Regions from separate parts of the Sus scrofa genome. Here region 1 is linked to region 2. Evidence: chromatin contacts called from public HiChIP or PLAC-seq data. All regions are on one chromosome and are shown on one strand. Each heading gives the region's core, a stretch centred on a gene start, on an enhancer-like site or on the middle of the called end of the contact. The rest is flanking DNA. Distances are from core to core; before and after follow the strand shown.

Evidence for each region. HiChIP or PLAC-seq counts read pairs in DNA pulled down with a chosen protein or histone mark.
Region 1: a contact with region 2 is called in an H3K27ac HiChIP or PLAC-seq map of alveolar macrophages. The contact joins the enhancer-like site here to the promoter of HK1 in region 2. A contact is called at or near these places in 1 of 5 promoter capture datasets (liver), 17 of 47 Hi-C or Micro-C datasets (alveolar macrophages, blood, brain and 10 more) and 2 of 2 datasets of contacts at active chromatin or transcription factors (alveolar macrophages and skeletal muscle).

What each region holds. Positions count from the first base shown.
Region 1 is chr14:72,419,699-72,423,975 of Sscrofa11.1, reverse strand. The region is part of intron 3 of HK1 (hexokinase 1); the gene reads right to left. Among named protein-coding and RNA genes, the nearest start is that of HK1, 39 kb to the right of the region's middle. Within about 2 kb of position 2,480, at least 42 of the 83 cell types and tissues checked have an H3K27ac peak or open chromatin away from gene starts, as enhancers often do. A contact at or near this core is called in alveolar macrophages, brain, liver and 4 more, where this site is marked.
Region 2 is chr14:72,381,292-72,385,493 of Sscrofa11.1, reverse strand. It overlaps HK1 (hexokinase 1), which reads right to left and starts at 2,166. Exons shown (of 19, transcript NM_001243184.1): 1 at 1,978-2,166. The coding sequence starts at 2,040.

The sequences.
Region 1 (4,277 bases), core at 1,231-3,730, 38 kb before region 2:
CTGCCCCATGGGCCGACACGGCTTAGGAAGCCTTTGAACCCTTCACACGGAACTGGCCTCTCAGTGGTCACTAAGATGAGTATCTGGGTGCTGAGGAAATGTTAAGAATCAGAGAAAATGAGCTCATCCCCCAGAGCACACAGACCATGAAGCAGCAGCAGCCACCCAGGTGGAGTGGTCATCTGGCCTCGTCTGTGTATCTCATCGCCATCTCCCTCACTCTGTCAATTCCAGAAGCTCCAAGGGCAATTCCACAGGCTCTAGCCACTGGAGTGATGTCATCATCTTCAGGCTATTGACGTCTTATTTTTCACTCAAGCATAACATGCATACCAAAAAAGTGCACCCATCCTAAGTGTAGGGTTCACTGGATTCTCACAGGCTGCGCCCACCTGTGTCACCAGCTCCCAGACCAAGAAACACAAGGTCATCAGTACCCAAACACCCTCCTCGTGCAGTCACTGCTGCTGCCACCCAATCCCCCAACGGCAGTCGCCAGCCACTCTGACTTCCAGCGTTCTCACTAGTTTTTCCCAACTGTCTATGTATAAACAGAGCCAAGAGTGTGCAGTCCTTGGTATCTGCCTTCCCTTCCTCTGCATCACGGGTGTGTCATCCACGTTGCCACCTGTCTTTGTAGGCTACTCGTTCTCACTGCTGCACAGTATTCTACAGTGTGACTACACCACAATTTATTTAGAGGATTGCAAGTTAAGCTTGTCTGCTCTACAACATGTTGCTGGGATCTGCACACACATCTTAGAATCTACTAGAAAGAATCCAGAACACTGTTTCCCTAGCCTCTGCGTGAATACTGTCAGTGATGGGAGGCTCACCACCTCTAAAGCAACCTTTTTTGACCTCGCTAGTATCTCTCCTCTTCTCTAAAATGCATCCGGAACCCAAACATAGTATTTTACATGTGTCCTGAACAAGAAAGAAGCTTAGTTAAACGAAGAACCTCCCGTTCCCCTAGCTCTATACCTCTATTAATGTAACCAAAGCATATGTATGTGCTCTTTTAGCAACCATGCCACAATCCAGGTAACCTCCGTTTTTTTTTTCACATGGTTGTCCTAACACTAGACCTTCCTTCTACGTGAGATTGACACAGCTATTGGAGCTTCTTGAATCCCAGAAGGCAGTATTGAGAGGGTCAAACCACACTGTCACAGGCAGCAACCCCAGCCCACGTTCCCAGACAAGGTCAACTGCCCAAAGGCTTTCTGTGTAGGGTATCTTTTTTTTTTTTTTAATCTTAAACTGAAAGTTTTATTTTATTCAGGTCTGATTTTAACAAATGTGCCAGGGAGAGAGCTCACATGAAAAGGTGACCTATGGGGGCAGGGCACCTCTTCCCAGATGTCCCCTCTGCTCTCCTCTTCTTCTCTCCTCATCTAAAAGGATTCGGGGGGAGGCAAAGCGGTGCTTGGGATAAAGAGCTATGGAAGAATAAGGACCAGACAAGGGACGCGTGAGGAAGGACACGAGGACCATGTGGCAGAATCCACAGCTTTCTGATTCCAGATTGAATTTAAAAACAAAACAAAATAGGAGTTTCTGCTGTGGGGTTGCAGGTTAAGGATCTCACATTATCTCTGCAGCGGCTCAGTCTCTGTGGACGTGCAGGTTGGATTCCCGGCCTGGTGCAGGGGGTTAAGGATATGGAATGGCCGCACCTGCAGCTGTAGCTCACATTTGATCCCTGGCCCAGGAACTTCCATATGCCATGGGTGTGGCCCCCCCCCAAAAAAAAACACCAAAAAACCCCCCAAAACAATACTAAGCTAAACAAAACTAGACCATTAGCATCACGGGGCTATGGTTCGAGGAGAAAAAGAGGCAGCTTCACCAAGGCCACAGCTCACTCATTCCTAGCTGATCTGTCCAGACTCCCTGACAGACTGAGGGAGTAAAGGAAACCGAAACAAAATGTCAAATAAATGGTGGAGGAGAGTCCAGCCAGGGGCCCACCCCCCAGCCCCCAGCCCCCCAGCCCAGGCAGCTGGGCCAGGCTGGGGGAGGGGCTTCTGCAGGCTGGAGGGTCACTGTTGCCATCACAGCCGTGTCTCCTGAGAGGAGGCCGGAAGTGATCCTTCCTGTGCCCATCCTTCCCCAGAAGTCCCTGCCCCAGCTCTAGAGTCTGACTTTGCTTGATTTGGGAGCCTAAGCCCCTATTACTCAGACTATAGCTGAAGTGGCAACTCCGACTAGGAAGACACATGACCACCTTCCCTGGGGAAGCCCAGCTAAGCTTCCTGCGACCTACATTTCTGAGTGACATAAACCCATTACTAAGCCCATCCGCTGGCCCCACGTCATTTGCATGCAGAGGCTCCAGGCCCTCAGGAGAGAGGGCTGGGCGGAAGGAAGAGGCAGGGAGAACTCGGCCACAGAAATGCAGTCGCAGTGACGGGTGCTGTGACCAGCCCCCTGATTCAGGCCAAACACACCAACCCAAAAGGGCTAAGAAGGAAATGCTCACAACCCAAGGGTGACAAGCCTGCCCGAGAAGACAGGAAGTGACTGCCGGGCTAAGCCATGTCTGTGACCAACCAGGAAGGGAAGTTTCCTATCCAGCCTCAAAAAACGTTAGTGTCGAAACTTGTTTTTCTTTTCCTGACAACATGCTCATATGTTTTAACCCGCCCCCCACAGGCAGTCTTTCCAATTGAAAAAGGCAAACCATGATGAAAATTAAAAACCTACACATTTATTATTCAAAATTTCCAAAAGTAAATAAGTGATGTTTTTAGAGGGTTGCATTTACGCTTCTGAAATGAGTAAGCTTAAAACTGCACTGAACAAATCATAATTCTACAAAAGCATATTTTCCTGTGTATTTTGCTTTTTGTTTTGTCATTTTTACTATTATTAAAGTACAGTTGATTTACAATGTTTCTGTTGTATGTATACTTTGTTTTAAATTGGGTGTCCTACCTAAATATAATGTTCGCAAGTTCCTTTAAAACAAAATAAAAAAATAAAATTGCACTGAAACTTTCAAGATACTGTGTGTGTGTGTGTGTGTGTGTGTGGTGTGTGTGTGTAGAGCAAAAGACGGGTAAAGCTAAAAGTTAACAATCGGGAAAATTGGATAAAGGGCATAAAAAGCTCTTTGTGCTTATCTTAAAACATTTCTGTAAGTTTAAACACTATTTCAAATAAAAGGTTTAAAACCAATAAAAAATTCTTGCACATTACAGAAGATGAGATCACAACCAAGAATTCAGTACTGCTCATAGTCTGTGAGTCTGAGTTGCATCGTGGGCAAAATGAGGCCCTTGGTTTACTAGAATACTCTACAGGTTGATAAAAGATCTCAGAAAAATGGTCTGCCAATACTTATTGCTAACCTCACACCAAACTTCTGGATAAGAGGTTCCTGTTTCATTCATCTCTATTTTAAAACTGCCAACCCTTTTCTTCCTCAGTCCCTTGGAACTTCCTCCTTGCCCACAATCTTTTATATTACCACACCCTCAAACATTTTAAATAAAAATATAAATTAATTGAAAACAAAGATAAAACCCAGCCCAAAAGCAATCCACGTTGCTAAAACTGCAACATCTAGAGCCAGATTGCCTGGGTTCAAATTCTAGCTCCATCACTTAAGAGCTGTAGGACCTGAGGGGCTGGTTACTTAACATCTGAGCCTCAATGTTCTCATCTATGAAATGAGAAGAAGAATACCTACTCCAGGAGTTCCCATCGTGGCACAGTGGTTAACAAATCCAACTAGGAACCATGAGGTTGTGGGTTCGATCCCTGGCCTTGCTCAGCGGGTTAAGGATCCGGTGTTGCCGTGAGCTGTGGTGTAGGTCACAGACGTGGCTTGGATCTGGCATTGCTGTGGCTCTGGCACAGGCCGGCAGCTACAGCTCCGATTAGACCCCTAGCCTGGGAACCTCCACATGCTGCAGGTGCGGCCCTAGAAAAGGCAAAAAAAGAAAAAAAAAAAAAAAGAATACCTACTCTATAGGGTTGTTGTGATGATTAAATGAGTGAAGCCATATAAAGTGCTCAGGTCAGTGACATAACTACAATAATACACTTGCTATAATACATTATCATTATCATCATCACCATCTTTTCTCTGCTTCAAAAGCACAGAGGAAGAGAGGAAGAAACAGCAGGAAGCAAAATAATCCTGGGGCTGGGAAGGATGGGGACAGAGGCTGGGAGAAAAGTCTCAAGGCAGCAGTAAGAAGGCAGGTGCTATTGAAGTGATTCAGCAACTGTGCACCTGGAGGGGAGACCCCTCAAATTACAAACCC
Region 2 (4,202 bases), core at 917-3,416:
TGGAAGCTTTGACCTCAACACCCTCCTCTGGCAACATCTTGAGGCCAGAGGAGGGCGGGAAGGGAATTTCAGAATGCCAGTCTCAGAGGAAAAGGCATTTGAGGATCAACTGATTCAGAAGTCATACCATCAGGACCCTGGTGGATAGAATGTGAGTCAGGCCACCAGAGGAGTGGAGGGCTCTGGAGCCGCACAAGACTCTGCATGTCTGCTAAAATGGGTCTCACTGAGGGCAGTCCAAACCTCAACCCAACTTGGCCTCTGGCAGCCACTCGGATATTGGTGGCTACAGATGCTGGAGGCATCAGGGGCATCAGGGTCCCTGCCTCAGTAATCTGCTGTCTTGAACTCTGAGGGCACCACGTGCAGGGTAAGGGCAGTGAACTCATCTATACTTTAAGTCCCCCACTGTGAAACAGGAAGAACATGGATGATTGACGGCATCACTGAAGAAAACTGGTGAAATGCACGAACTGGCATTTGCAGCTCCCTCAGCTCAGTGGCCAGAAGTTCGGAAGCTCCAGGGTGCTCGACGGGAGCAAGCATGAGTCCCACAGTTTGACAACTCCAGAGTCACCACAGCTTGTAGCCATGAGGGGCCGTGGCACATTCCCAGGCCTGTCTTCTAACTGCCCCACTCTGGTGCCCACTCAGCACAGAATCCAGGATCCAAGCAGCATCCCCCAGGCCTTTGCCTCAGCACCTCCCTGTCAGCTGACTTCCAGGAGGAGCGTCGGTCAAGTTCCCAGGAGAGAGGCGGAGACCCGGGTCTCGCCCTGACTCTCCCTGTAACTCCTCGGGTGACCTTGATGAGGTCACTGCCCTCAGCAGGCCAGTTTCCTATTGTGCCAGAGGAAGGGGTTGTCTAGGTTGGTAAGGAAGAGCCTTGAACATCCTGTGGCTGGGGGCCTGAGGCTCCTGCCTCTCACCTGTAGATAGCACTCCCTTGTTTGAACTCCCAGGTCAAGTTGGCTTTGCTGTCTACCCTAGCTTATCCCAGCACTAATGTCACCATGCAGGCTGTGAGGTGGTCAGGAGCCTGTGCCAGGCTTGGAACTGATAAAATGGGCATCTTTCCCTATACAGCCTAGGCTGTTTCTTAAAAATGTAGTGCAAACGCTGGTATAAGAGAGAGGTACACCTTTAACACCTGCCAGCAGATGGTATTTTACATTAAAAGTCAAAGGCAGCAACACCTCAGGGTAGGGAGAAACATCCTTGTGCAAGTACACACATGCCACAAGCATACATGTCGAGGCCTCCATCCGACTCAAAAGACCAGTCTCTTATTTGAGCTCCCTGGACTGGCTGGAAATAACAGCTTAAGAGAGCGGTCGCGGAGAGGGAAAAAGAAATTCCATTCAGACAAACCGCTCCAGACCTGAGGCCTGTGAGCAAAGTTTCCGGTGGCCTCTGCGCCCCTCCCTGTTCCAGGAAGCAGAGCGCTGGTCGCCCAGTCCTCAGATTAAGGAGAAGCCGCAGCAGCTGGAGAGCCCGGGTAACAGCCTTCCCGGGCATCTGACGCCCTCCGCCGGGAACCCCAAATATGGGATGCCTGGCCTTCAGCCAGCACCCCCGCCTGCTTCGCGCTCACCTCCCCAGCATCTCCATGATCACTCCTCCGCCCACGGCGCTCGGACGGTACCAAACAGGCCCTGGGGACCAGCCCACCAGTCCCCACACAACCACCACCCCACATGGCCTGGGGGCCCATGTGACATCCACAGCCTGTTTCAAGGACACTGCAGCAAGCACTCCAGTCTCGGGGTCTTCCTACTCGTCCCCCACGAACACACACACACGCACGCACGCACGCACGATTCCCAGGGAGACTCAAAGGGCAAAGCCTTCCCTCTGCAGTCCAACCAGTGCTGGCCTGGGGAAGGCTGGGCGCGAGAGGATGGAGGCGGCTGCGGCGGATACCGGAATGCAACGCTGCTGGCAGAGCGCAGGGCGGCGGCGCCAGTGGGGGCTCACCTTTTTGATTTGGTCATCCTTCAGTTCGGTGAAGTAATAGGCCAGGAGCTGCGCGGCGATCATGCTGGCAGTCGGAGGAGCCGGGCGGCAGGAGTGGGGCGGGCGTCTGTCCTCCTCAGCCTGGGCGAGCAGTGGTCCTCCCGCGGCTGCTCCGCAGCTCCTCCTCCTTCGGCGGCTCCTCCCCCACGAGCCGGGCGCGGCGGCAGCTCGCGCGTTCCCTGTCTCCGCGCTCCCGTCGCCGTCCCCGGGAGGGTGACAGCCGCCAGCCGGCCCACCTCCTCGGCGCCCATTGGCTGCCGCGCGCCTCGGCAGAGCCAGGCGGTGGAGGCCGGGCTGGGGCCGGGGGGGCGCGGCGGCCGCCCCTCCCCGCGCCGGAAAGGGGGCGGGCAATGCCGCGAAATCCCCCAAGGCCAAGCATCTCCCTGCACGTCCCCCACGTAGAGAGCCGGCGCAGGGGCGGGAGGTGCTGTTGTGCGCGCACCGTCACGCGTGGCGGCGTCCTGCTTGGGCGGGGCGCAGGCGGCGGGGTAGGGGGACGCGGGAGGAGGCACCGCCTGTCTAGGCTTGCTGTCGAACTGGGCAGCCTAGAGGGGGCGGTCCCCTTCCTCGGAAATTAGGGCTCGCTCCCGCGAGTTCCGTGGAAGGGGAAACGTCCGGGGGAGGCGGGGGGGCCCTCGAAGAAGGGGGCGTGGAAAGCGCACGGGGCCTCTGCTGGCGGAAGCGAGATCCGGAGGCTTCTCGGTCCTCGCACCCGGTCGCCACGCCACACCTCTCTGGCGGGCCCAAGGGGCCGAGCGCGGAGCCCCACCTGGGTCCTCACTGACGGGGCGTCACCTCACACCACCCCACCCTGCCCGTGCAGTGGCCGCTCCTGGCCTAATCTCCGGCTGGTGGATTTGTATTGTTAGACTAAGAACGACGCCCCACAGCACCCGCCCCTGAGTCACTGGTCCTTGAGGCCCTCCTGAAGGGCGCATGCCGGCTGGGCGGGACTTGAGGCCCCATCCCCCAGGCCTTCTCTTCCTCTTGGACATCCAGGCTTGCTGGAGACTGAGGGACAGTTTAGGCGCCCCTCTTAGGTGCCGCCGTTTTTACTTCCAGGGAGGAAGTTAGTTGGGATAGGAGGAATCCTTGGAAAATCATTCAGCTTTAAAGGGGGTAAGGAAGGTGTGGAATCAGGTGTTTTTGCTGCTACTAGGGCTAATGGCAACCATACCATTCTTAAATGTATTGCTTTTCTGTGCCAGACACCACCGGGAGCTTTTCCGCCCTGCAAGAGGACACGTAATGAGCTCAAAATACAAGGAAATGGTTACTATTCTGATTCAACCCGCAAGCAGGTGGAGGCTCACTGAGGCCATGTGTTTTGCTATACAACCAGAAAGCTGTAGGTCCACGATTAGACGTTGGCTCTTTGTGTTTCCAAAGCCAGTGCTCACCCCTGGGGTTTGCTGTCCTACCAATCGTTTGCACCCTCTCTGCCTAAATGGTTCCTTACAGGAACCAAGGCTCACCATTCGGTGCCCTGACATGGCCAGAATCCAACCAGGAATCTACCCTAGCCCTGGATCCTGGGGCCCTAGTCAGGCCTAAGAAAGATACAGAAGAGTCGGGAGGGGATGATTTAGGTCCAGAACAGCCCTCAGGAACCTCAAGAGCATGGTTTTTGCCACCACCAATTGAAAAAGAACTCAGCTGTGGCCCATGGGGCCAGAGCCCTCAGTCCAGAGCATAGCCCCTGCCCCCTGGCTTTATGGAGGTGGCATCCTGAGTCACTCTCTGAGCCTGCTTCCTCACCTATACCATGGAGATACTAATGCCCACCTTGGTTGCTGTGAAATAGTACAAATAAAATACCTTCTTATAATACATGCTTAATAAACAGTAGGTATTATTATTATTATTTTGCCTTTTTTGTCTTTTTAGGGCTGCACCTGCAGCATATGGAGATTCCATAGGCTAGGGGTCTAATTGGAGCTGTAGCCGCTGGCCTATGCCAGAGCCACAGCCACGCCAGATCCGAGCTGCATCTGCAACCTACACTACAGCTCACTGCAACGCTGGATCCTTAACCCACTGAGCAAGGTTAGGGATCGGACCCGCAACCTCATGGTTCCTAGTTGGATTCACTTCCGCTGCACCACAACGGGAACGGTATTATTATAAGGTTGATTGGGAAGCTGATGAGTTTTACGTTTCAGGGCTTCTCACTTGCATTCCCCCAA